Linked DNA regions of Mus musculus: region 2 is linked to region 1. The links are chromatin contacts, called in public HiChIP or PLAC-seq maps. All regions are on one chromosome and are shown on one strand. The core of a region is the stretch at or near the end of the contact, and the rest is flanking DNA. Distances in the headings are between cores, read along the strand shown.

What was found. HiChIP or PLAC-seq counts read pairs in DNA pulled down with a chosen protein or histone mark.
Region 2: an H3K27ac HiChIP or PLAC-seq map of trophoblast stem cells shows a contact between it and region 1, with 14 read pairs. The contact joins two enhancer-like sites. A contact is called at or near these places in 3 of 39 promoter capture datasets (embryonic stem cells, hippocampal neurons and liver), 8 of 115 datasets of contacts at active chromatin or transcription factors (embryonic stem cells, neural tube, stem cell-derived neural progenitor cells and 1 more) and 1 of 9 other capture datasets (adipose tissue).

The regions. Positions count from the first base shown.
Region 1 is chr6:4,730,910-4,736,261 of GRCm38.p6, forward strand. All of the region lies in intron 1 of Sgce (sarcoglycan, epsilon), which reads right to left. Among named protein-coding and RNA genes, the nearest start is that of Sgce, 14 kb to the right of the region's middle. Within about 2 kb of position 2,447, at least 52 of the 459 cell types and tissues checked have an H3K27ac peak or open chromatin away from gene starts, as enhancers often do. A contact at or near this core is called in trophoblast stem cells, where this site is marked.
Region 2 is chr6:5,046,131-5,051,482 of GRCm38.p6, forward strand. All of the region lies in intron 3 of Ppp1r9a (protein phosphatase 1, regulatory subunit 9A), which reads left to right. Gm52886 (a long non-coding RNA gene) reads right to left here. Exons shown (of 3, transcript XR_003956395.1): 2 at 3,791-4,496; 3 at 1-1,719. Among named protein-coding and RNA genes, the nearest start is that of Gm52886, 5.9 kb to the right of the region's middle. Within about 2 kb of position 2,456, at least 5 of the 459 cell types and tissues checked have an H3K27ac peak or open chromatin away from gene starts, as enhancers often do. A contact at or near this core is called in trophoblast stem cells, where this site is marked.

The sequences.
Region 1 (5,352 bases), core at 1,197-3,696:
ATTTAGGGTCCCAAATGGACATGCAGGTGAACCCACCTAAGAAGACAGGGTTCCAGGTCCAGTTATAAACAAATATAAAGGGGTTTCAGGGACAGATTTGAAGTCATTTCTCTTACAGAACTGACAAGAGAAGCCAAAGTTCCAGTGCTGACAACAGTGTGCCCTCAGGGAACACATTAGAGACCCTAAAATATGTGGTGGTCTGGAGCATGGACCCCATCTGCTTGATCTGTTTCTCTTCATCCAAACTGCTCCTCTCTCCGCCCTTACCCTTCAGAGCTCATGGATTTTGCCTCCATTTTTCTGACATTGGTTCTCTACTCTCCCTCAGAGAAGTCCCACTCTGGGTTCAGCACAGCTCCAAATCCCCTAGTGCTTACCCCATACATCTGTCCTTTCTTCTAAGCCTGAAACACATTTAAGAAAGAACACATAAGAGGCTGGGAGACATGACACATGCTTAAGAGCACACGTTGCTCTTTAAAAAGACACTGGTTTGGCTCTTAGTACCCAACTCATGTAGATTGTGACATATACGGTCAGGGAATCTGATCCCTTCTGGTCTCCTCAGGCACCCAAATATAGATGGTGCACATACATAAACCCAAGAGTTCGTGCATACCCATAAAATAAGGAATAAGAAAGGATGCATAAATCAGCAGGGATAATAAATATAGAATGTATTAATACACATACTTAAATTGCAAAATCAGAGAACATCTCAACCAAGAAAAGACAGGGGCAGTCACAGGTTGGACAACCGAGTCAGAAATGCCACATCCTCCGATGAAGGGAGATGTCAAGGAAGAGGGTATGATCCCTTGCTATAAAATGACCAGAGGATGAGAGCGAGATCAAGGACTCCTAGCTTTCAAAAGCAGAAAATTTACGTGCAGACTCCTTGAAAACAGAGTTCTAAGAGACTGGGGAAGGGAAGAGCCAAATGGCAAAGGTCAAGATGCAGAAGCTGCCAGGGAGATGAGATCAGCCAGGACAAGGAAGCAAAGGCAGCGACCGGGGGCCGGGGGCAGGGTGAGGAAAGGGAGGGTCCTCCAACAGGGGGTTCTATCCACAGGTTCTAGGAAAGATACGGGGAGAGAACAAGAGAGCAAAGATAAAGAAAACGAGACACAAATCCAAGAAAAGTAGAACATATAGGGCCAGAAATAGAGGATATGAATAAAGAAAATACGTCCTGAATGAGAAAGTAAGGGAAAGAGAAGCGTCCTGTGGAGTCTAACAACGCTTGTGTCTCCATCATGCCAGGAATTATGTACGGATTTTCTTTTCACATTAACTCTTCAGCAAAATATTTAACAAACTAAATTATGAAAATACTAAGTTCCCCATATTAAAAAAAAAAGCGATTCAAAATCTAGGTTCTAGCTGGGTGTGGTAGCTCATGCCTTTGATCCCTGCGTGTGCTGGTGAAGGAGGCTGGAGAAGGGGATCAACGAAGCGTCCCTGCTTCAAAACAAACAAACAAAACCCACAGAAACCTAGGCCATTAAAAAAAGAAAAAGAAGCAACAATGAAACAAGCAAAGTCTTATGGGAAGTACAAGTGAAGGCCTCTAACAAACTACTCGGCTGGCATCAGTTTTAAACTCTGTGGATTTAAGCAAACCAGCTTTATCTACTAAATGACCAGTCTTACGAGTGATTTTCCTAATCAGTGGTTGAGTTGTGTTATGACCTTATGAAATTATGAATTTCTAAAACTAGATGAAACAAATGGTAGGTGTTCCCAATAACTTAAATTTAAAACAAAATCCAAAACACTAAGAATGCCTTATGTCCCAGACGGCTCCCCTCCAGGAGACTCTTCATTATTGATTTGAAAGGCAACAGGGCTGCTTACGCACCTAGGCAGCCCCTTCAGAATAAGTGCCCATGGGCGCCAAAAGGTTTATAACAAATAGACACACCACACATATCCATGACTCTATAAAAGAAAGTCCAGGCAGATGGGCTACACTACTTCAACATGTGGTTCTCATAAATAATTATGAAGTCCCCAAGACTGACAAATCCAAAGGGGTAGGAGAGAGTAGTCCGATTGCTTAGGATGCAGCAAAACAGGAGGGACCCAGCACTGGAAACCCCTGCCTTCTTACTTCCAGGTAATCTCATGGAACAATCAGGACATGTGAGTCACCGCTGGGCTGACGGGGGATAGAGAAGCCCACCCTAACAGAATCGCTCGGGAAGCAGATGACAAAAGCTACTTTCCTTTCCAGCATGGGCAGCAGCATTTAGATTTTACTGGCAGACTCCAGCAAAGAGCTTTCACATATTGTTTCTCCCAATCCTTACAAACCCAGGTGAATCTATCAATGTGTTTGAAGATTACAGAGGCTTAATCTTAAGGCCCAAGGTAGTAAATCCAGCAAGCAGCCGCCCAGGAGCTTCTCTGCTGCCTGCGAGATGAGTCATCACAAGGGAAGCCTGGGCTGAGAAACCAGATAGCACTGGCTTGACCCCTTCCCCCATTAGTGAACTAGTCTTCAGACTGTACTGCACGTAGGAATCACAGTTGAGAGTTCATACAAAATCACACGGTTGTACTTTAGGAGTCAGTGGTCTGACGGATTTATGTGCATACCTTTAAGTCTGAGATTGTCGTCCACGCACTCTCTTTTTCAGAAGGTGACCAACCTGGCATAAGCGTTGCCAGTCACTTTGGGATCTTGGCTGGTAAACGCTTCAGCTCTATACTTCCCGGGTGCTCTACAGAGACAGCCTGGATGTCTTTCATAGCAATTCTTTTTTTTTTTCCCGAGACAGGGTTTCTCTGTGTAGCCCTGGCTGTCCTAGAACTCACTCTGTAGACCAGGCTGGCCTTGAACTCAGAAATCCGCCTGTCTCTGCCTTCCGAGTGTTGGGATTAAAGGCGTGTGCCACCACACCCGGCTTCTTTCATAGCATTTTTTAAAAAAATCTAACCAGTGTCCTAATTGTCAAGGATTACCGTAGGATAGAACCCTTGCATACATCTCAGAGGAGCTTCTGTACCTTAGGGGCCTCAGTGCTTGGAGACCTTTTTTTTTTTTTTTTTTTTTTTTTTTGGATGTAAGAGGAAACCCAGCTTTTCTTTTAAAGTGTGCGTGTGTGTGTGTGTGTGTGTGTGTGTGTGTGTGTGATATGTGCATGGGGACTGAGCATGTCATGTTATCCATACAGAGGGGTCAGAGGAAAGTTTATTAAGTCAGTCAGTCCCTTCCACTTTATATCGGTCCTAGGGACATGACTCAGGTCTTTGGATTTCATGGAACAGCGCCTTTCCGTGGGGCTACTTCACTGATCCATGCACACTCACTTTAATCAAGTTCATATTAATTCATATAATAGCTGACTGACCTCAGAAAACTGAAGCCCGACGACTCTAAATAAAAGGATAAGTACCGTGGCTCAGTTCACCAGGCAAGAGTTATAGAAGGCGAGACACTGTAAACCACACACTGACCAAAAAAAAGAAAAAAAAAAGGTTACTCTCTGCTGGGGATGTGGGGAGCTAACGTTTGGTAGCTTTATTTTCATTAGAAGACCAATGTGAGAAAAAAAAATTCTTTTAAAAAACTATCATTCAAATACCTTTCCTGCACACCACTTTTCAAGACTAGATCTAATGTGTAAAATAATGTCAACCTCTATAGACAGGTTATTGGATGAACTCCAGAGGCAACGCACTGTCTTCAGAAATCATTAAAGGAAGCGGTTCCTGATCATTTGTCACAATTACACCTACAATGCTGCTTTCTCTAACGGGAAAACACAAAGGCAGAGAGCGCCATGAGTCCTGCAGTTATGCGCGTACAGTAAGAAACTGTTCGCATAATTTGCTGGACCCTCCATGTCCACAGCATAGCCAAGTCTTCAATGCGTCCCCTCCAAGAGTCAAAGCTGAATGAATCTGAAGGTGGCTGGCTTGTCCTCCCGTTCCCGAGAAACCGTACAAGGCTTAAAAGTTTGTCTTAAGATGTTCTCAATCATTTGGAGGCTTGTAGCAGCATAAAGAGTTTTCATCTAGTCGGGGGCAAGCAGTCTCTGAAGAGAGAATATTGCTCTTTCCCAACCTGGGTAATTTGCAGACTAGGGGAGGAGGGAGTTGCTCTTTAATACAAGCAATTGAAGAGCTATGAATAGTGACTGATTGCTGATGGGCTAATCAGAATGACAAGAAACAGAAATAATAAATAATAACTTGCTCAGACATCACTGTCCAAGTAAACAGCAGGATATGCCAAATGAAATTTAATCTGATTAGCACACTCACCTTACAAATGAACTATCAAACCTTATCACACTTCTCTCTGGGTTCTGCTTCCCTTATTTCTTTACATATTATTCTACTCTAAGGCTTTGCTGAAGTTGTCTGTAGAGTTCACATCTTCCATAGCTCTTCCCTTCTATGACAGCCTTCAAAACCTTTTTCTTTTCCCTTTTTAAAAAATCAAAAAAAATTTAGCATCATGTCTGTGTGAATGTGTGTCTCTGTGTGTGTGTGTGTGTCTGTGTGAGTGTGTGTATGTGTCTGTGTGTGTGTGTGAGTCTCTGTGTGTGTGTCACTGTGTGTGTGTCTGTGTGAGTGTGTGTGTCTCCGTGTGTGTGTGTGTGTGTGTGTCTGTGTGAGTGTGTGTGTATGTGTCTGTGTGTGTGTCTGTGTGTCTGTGTGAGTGTGTGTGTATGTGTCTGTGTGTGTGTCTGTGTGTGTGTCTGTGTGTGTGTGTGAGTCTCTGTGTGTGCGTATGTGTCTGTGTGTATGTGTGTGTATGTGAGTGTAGGTGTGTTTGTGTGAGTGTCTGTGTTTGCCTGTGTGTGTGTGTCTATGTGAGTGTAGGTCTGTGTGTTTGTGTGAGTGTCTGTGTTTGCCTGTGTGTGAGTGTGTGTGTGTGTGTGTCTGTGTGAGTGTAGGTCTGTGTGTGTGTGTGTGAGTCTCTGTGTGTGTGTCTCTGCGTGTGTGTCTGTGTGAGTGTGTGTGTCTCCGTGTGTGTGTGTGTGTGTGTGTGTTTGTGTCTGTGTGAGTGTAGGTCTGTGTGTTTGTGTGAGTGTCTGTGTTTGCCTGTGTGTGTGTCTCCGTGTGTGTGTGTGTGTGTGTGTGTGTGTCTGTGTGAGTGTAGGTCTGTGTGTTTGTGTGAGTGTCTGTGTTTGCCTCTGTGTGTGTGTGTGTGTGTGTGTGTGTGTGTGCGCGCGCGCGCGTGCAGGCGTGAGTGTGTCTGATGTCTGTGGGTGCGTGCCCATGCCACAGTGTATGTTTGGAGATCAACAGAAAATCTTGTGGAATCACTTCTCTCTTCTCACCTGGGCATGGGGTCCAGGGAGTGAGCATAGGCTTTCATTATCTGGCAACAAT
Region 2 (5,352 bases), core at 1,206-3,705, 320 kb after region 1:
GAGGGTAGATTGTTTCTAAGAATTGAGTAAGGTTGTAACTCTCTCTGAAGTTTACCAGGTTTCAAAATGAGTTGATGCAGATTTTGAGTCAATAGTTTACTAAATGACACCCCCATCTCACCAGCTCCCAAACAACCCAGTTCCTTTGTCTGGCTGGGATGCAGGATCATATGGTAGACGTGCTGGCTGGTTTTATGTCAACTTGACACAATGTAGAGTCTCTCGAGAGGAGGACGCCTCAGTTGAACCGGGAACTTAAGCAGGGAAGGAACTGATGCAGAGGCCATGGACGGATGCTGCTTACTGCTTGCTCCTCATGTCTTGCTCACCCTGCTTTCTTATAGAACCCAGGACCGCTCATGATAGGCTGGACCCTCCCACATCAGTTATTAGTTAAGAAACTCAGGTGTTCCTATCTGGGTTTTGATGGTGAGCCGTGATGTGGAAGTGTGAACCAAATAAACCCTTTCCTTTGAAAGTTGCTTTTGTCTTGGTAATAGTGACCCAAGCTCAGACAAATTGGTACCGCGATCACGCGTGACACACCTGCTAAATTATTTTTGGGAGGATCGTGAAAGGAGTTTCAAACATTGGACTAGAAAAGCAATAGTAACCCAGACCAAGATTGTGTGTGTGTGTGTGTGTGTGCGCGTGCGTGCGTGTGCGTGTGTGTGTGTGTGTGTGTGTGTGTGTGTGTGTGTGTGTCTTATTACTTTGTTGGTGTTACTGGAAGGGCTGGTGAAGGTTAAAGTCTACAGGAGGCTGATCTTGAGGAAAAGGTTTGAAGTTTTCTGGTTTGGGGTAGAGAATTTCAGAATGCAGTGATGATGGGAAGTCTCTCTGGAAACTTGGAGTGAAGATTTAGAGGAAGATGGTGAGATGCAAACCTTTCAAACAGAAATGCTCCATTCTGTGTCTCTGAGAAAACTGAGACAGAGAAGGAGGAAGAGGAAGCAGACGCGTTTGTCTTGCATTTTCCTCTTGGAACAACGGCCTGTCTGCTACAGAAGCCTTTGGTGCCTGGAGCAGAGATGGTTGTGCTTGTGTTCCCGTGCGATGAGCAGCCCGGAACTGGGTTGTGCCCTGTGAGCAGAACACTAACAGATCTGAAGAACACTAACAGATCCGACAAGCCTTTTGAATGGAGGCAGATAGATGCCGTGAAAAGTCAAAAGAAAAGAAAGTCACTACAGATAGTAAACACTGGCTTTAAAAGGATGTTCTTCATCACACTACCAACAGGAAATTCATGGATTTCCAAGTGAAAAATTTGGCTACAGACGTTGAGGTGACAAGCATGTCTATTGTTGAGACTCACTTTGGTGACCTCGGAGGCCCAGAGGAAGAAATGTCCCCAGATCCATTTCAAGTGACTGCAAACACCCAAGAGAACCAGGAATAGCACTAACACATGAAGTGTAGACAACAGAAGGGAAACAGAACAGTGAAGGGGATACACAGTTACAATAGGAGGAGGAGAAAACGCAGGATAGATCTCCGACAAAGTGGGAGTCCTATTGGATAAAGATGAAATAAGAATCTTACATATTATAAAAGAACAAAGTAAAAGAAGAAGTGGAAGTATTTGAAACAGCTGGAATAGTATCAGGTATTCTCCAGTCTTGGGAGCCATCCTGCAGTGTGCGGCATCATGGTCCACAGAGTGAAAAGGAGGTGTCCCCAGAGTCCCATGTGCACTCCAGGGGGCGTTTGCTTCTCCTGAGGAAAGAAGAGATTTTGCTGGTTTGTAAAGTTTTCATGAACACAAGTTATCTGAGAAATTTGCTTCCAGCTATCAAGGAGGAAGAGTCACAATCTACTTGTTCAAACAGTAAAGATGGGAATTCTGTATAAATGTGAAATATAAAACTGTATGGATAATGTAATAGTTAGATCATATGGTGACTGCTCCACCTTCCACTGAGTATGGCTGACTACTCCAGTTGAGGGACACATTCATTTGGAGTTAAACGGAAACAGAGTGTTGCTCTCATTTTTGTATATTTAAAAATATACATGAAGGGTCTTATGAAATACAGCTAGTGTGTCACATGGCTGATAAGAATCAAACTTGAGAAAAGTCTAAGTATTTATGAGAGGCGTGACAGCATACCTAGTCAGTGAGCAACTGTGACTGCAGTTCATGCAGCAGTGTGTGTGGCCTCTACAAGCATAAGGTTGAGGACGTAGAAAGAGGAAATCACAGAGGTCACTCAGCTCTGCTTCCAGCTGATGTGAATTTCAAACCCAGAGAAAACTGAACAGCATATAGCTGAACACAACTATATGAGATACACAGGTGAGTAGTTGTTTTTATTATTAATTATTATTAAGTTGGTGTTTTCGGAGGACAGATGCATTGCCACCAAGAGTTAAGGAAAGCTGGGGCAGGTGCATAAGAACCTGCTCTGCAGTGGCTGTGGCTTCTGTGTTTAACAGGGTAAGGACTTTTGTTTACCTTTCTTCTGGTTGCCCAGGTAGCCCTTCAGTTCTGTAGTAGCTCTGACAGGTCTCCAACATGTGATCCTCCTGCCTCAGCATACAAATCCTAGTTTCATAAGCCTCTTCCACTTTGTGTATATTTCCCAGTTTGCTCTTGGGGTCTGAGATATGGTTTCACTAGCCCAGGCTGTCCTGGCATTGCTGATTTTTCTCTCTGTCTCTGGGATTACAGTGCCAGGCTTGCTTACTCTCTTCTTTAAACATATTTCACAGACTAACAGTTGAATACGCTATAGTGTGTGCATTTATTTCACTTGAAATTTAAAGTGGAAAAATTAACTAACCAAAGGAATAAAGTTATTCCAAGTTTCACTACATTTCTTTCTCAAGTAGACCTAACAGGCAGAATACAAATTAGGAGTAGATTAATAAAAACAAATCCATTTAAGGCTGTCTATGAAGGCAAAGCACACAGCTGATAGAAAACGAGATTGTTTTTTTAAAGGAAGAACAATCTTAAATTTAAACAAAAATTAGAATCTTAGTACTATCATGAGAATCTGGAAACTATAAAATTCTTAGATACATATTTGACAGAAAATTGAAGCTATTATTACCATCTGTCTTGGAAAGGGATATTTTTTCATGTAAAATATACAGTAAAAGCCTTACTCAAAATAAAAATTACATTAGTGTCTTTCTTTAAAATAAACATTTAAGAAAAAAGTCATTGTCTGTGAAATTAGAAGGTTCAGATGTTTTTATTTAAAGGTTTTCAAAAACTGTAGATGAAAAAGCTAACAGGGTGGTTAGCTGTACACTTCAAAATGTCTTTAAGGTGTTTAAGAAGTCCTTGGATAGAAGATCACAGAGTTGTCTTGTCCCAGTGGGTAATTCCACAGCAGGTGAACAGTGCTAATAAGAAAAATAAAAACTGCCAGAGCAGCAGTGGTGCACGCCTTTAATCCCAGCACTTGGGAGGCAGAGGCAGGCGAATTTCTGAGTTTAAGGCCAGCCTGGTCTACAGAGTGAGTTCCAGGACAGCCAAGGCTACACAGAGAAACCCTGTTTTGAAAAACCGAGAGAGAGAGAGAGAGAGAGAGAGAGAGAGAGAGAGGGGCTGATTCTCGACCATATAAATATTCCCATGAAAATCTGTCTGCCCAAAGCTTGTTCTTCATAACTTGATTTTTAATAATTTAATGACTGTCTGCTATGTGATGTTTAACCGATTTTTTTTAGTGTACAAAGATCATGTTTCCCAAATCTAATCTGTACAATTTCAGATAGTTGACAGCTATCAACTTTTTGTCTTAACTAATGCAAAACACAACAAGTGGTGAGAAACCTGAGCAGATAAATGTATTCCGTGCGTGGTTGGTGCTGCCGTCAGTCTGGATTTCTGCAAAGCAGGATGGTTTAGGGAAGGTAGAAGCAGCAAGTGTACATCCTTCCCCTCCCCCTCTTCTTCTCCTCAGCCTTCCTCCTCCTCTTCCTCCACTTCCTCCTCTTCTTCCTCAAAAAATAAACAAGAACAAACCCCAGCACATGCTGTCATTACTACGTGATTTTCACATAGTATCTACACTTCTCAGAGCAGCAAGGACTTTTGAAACTATGAAATATCACTGACCTATCATCAAACATAGGCATAAAATTAAAGAGTTGAAAAATATTCAAAACAAAACAAAACAAAAAAACAAAAACAAACCTGCTTAGCCCTGATCCCCAATCTGGGAGGATTTGGTTGCTGATAACAGAGTGTCTGGCAGTGTGTCTTAGCACAAAGAAGACCCCTCTGAGGGAGATGGCGATCATACACAGCTGACCAGACAAGTCACCACTGTGGAAGACAACTTAATTTACCGCTGCATTTCAAACTTAAGCAGTTGCCTTGATCAAAGAGTATAAATAACAGTGAATTGTCTCATATGTGCCAGTGTGGATGTAACTGTATTTGAGTCAGGAATTTCAGAGTTTCAGAGTTGGTTTTGTTTACCTGTGGATGCCTGTGCTGACAACAGGGTGCACCACTGCTTCCGTCACTCTGCCTTCTATAAGGTTTTAAATTTCAAAGTGTTAATATAAAAATGAAAATGATAAAACCCAATGCAAAGGAGCAAAAGGACACATCTTCCTAACCCCCAGCCAGTCTGTGGTAACAAATGTGCTGTTAGGTCGAGGTGGGCCACTGGCTGCTCACACGTTTAGTGAAGACTACCTTTATAAGTGAAGGTCCCTTTAAAAGTGCCAAGTCACTTCTAAAGGTGAAGGCAGCACAAGCCCCATGTTGGGGACATGCCTGTCACCCTAGCACATGGTGGCAGAGGCATCTGAAATTCAGGTCTATCTTAGGCTGCTAACTAAATACTTTTTCAAACCTCAAAAGACAATAGACAAGAACGGGAGAAAATATAAATCCAACAAAATCAGTGGCATTCAGAAAAGAAAATTGTGGGACTGGAGAGATGGCTCAGCAGTTAAGAGCACCGACTGCTCTTCTGAAGGTCTTCAGTTCAAATCCCAGCAAGCACATGGTGGCTCACAACCATCTGTAATGAGATCGAATGCCCTCTTCTTGAGTATCTGAAAACAGCTACAGTGTACATAGCTAAATAAATAAATCTTAAAGAAAAGAAAGGAAAGGAAAGGAAAGGAAAGGAAAGGAAAGGAAAGGAAAGGAAAGGAAAGGAAAGGAAAGTGTAAAGTAAATAGATCAAAGGCTTTTCACTGACTGGACCCACCCTTTGACATCTGACTGAAGAACACCAAAGGCAAAGAAGGCAAATTAGCCCCGTGTAGGAAATACATACAAGTGTGTAGCGTGAGTGGTGTTGGGCCCTGAACTTCTCTGACACACGTGCTGTGTACCTAGAAATGATTTATTTTCTAACAAGGGGAATTATCCAA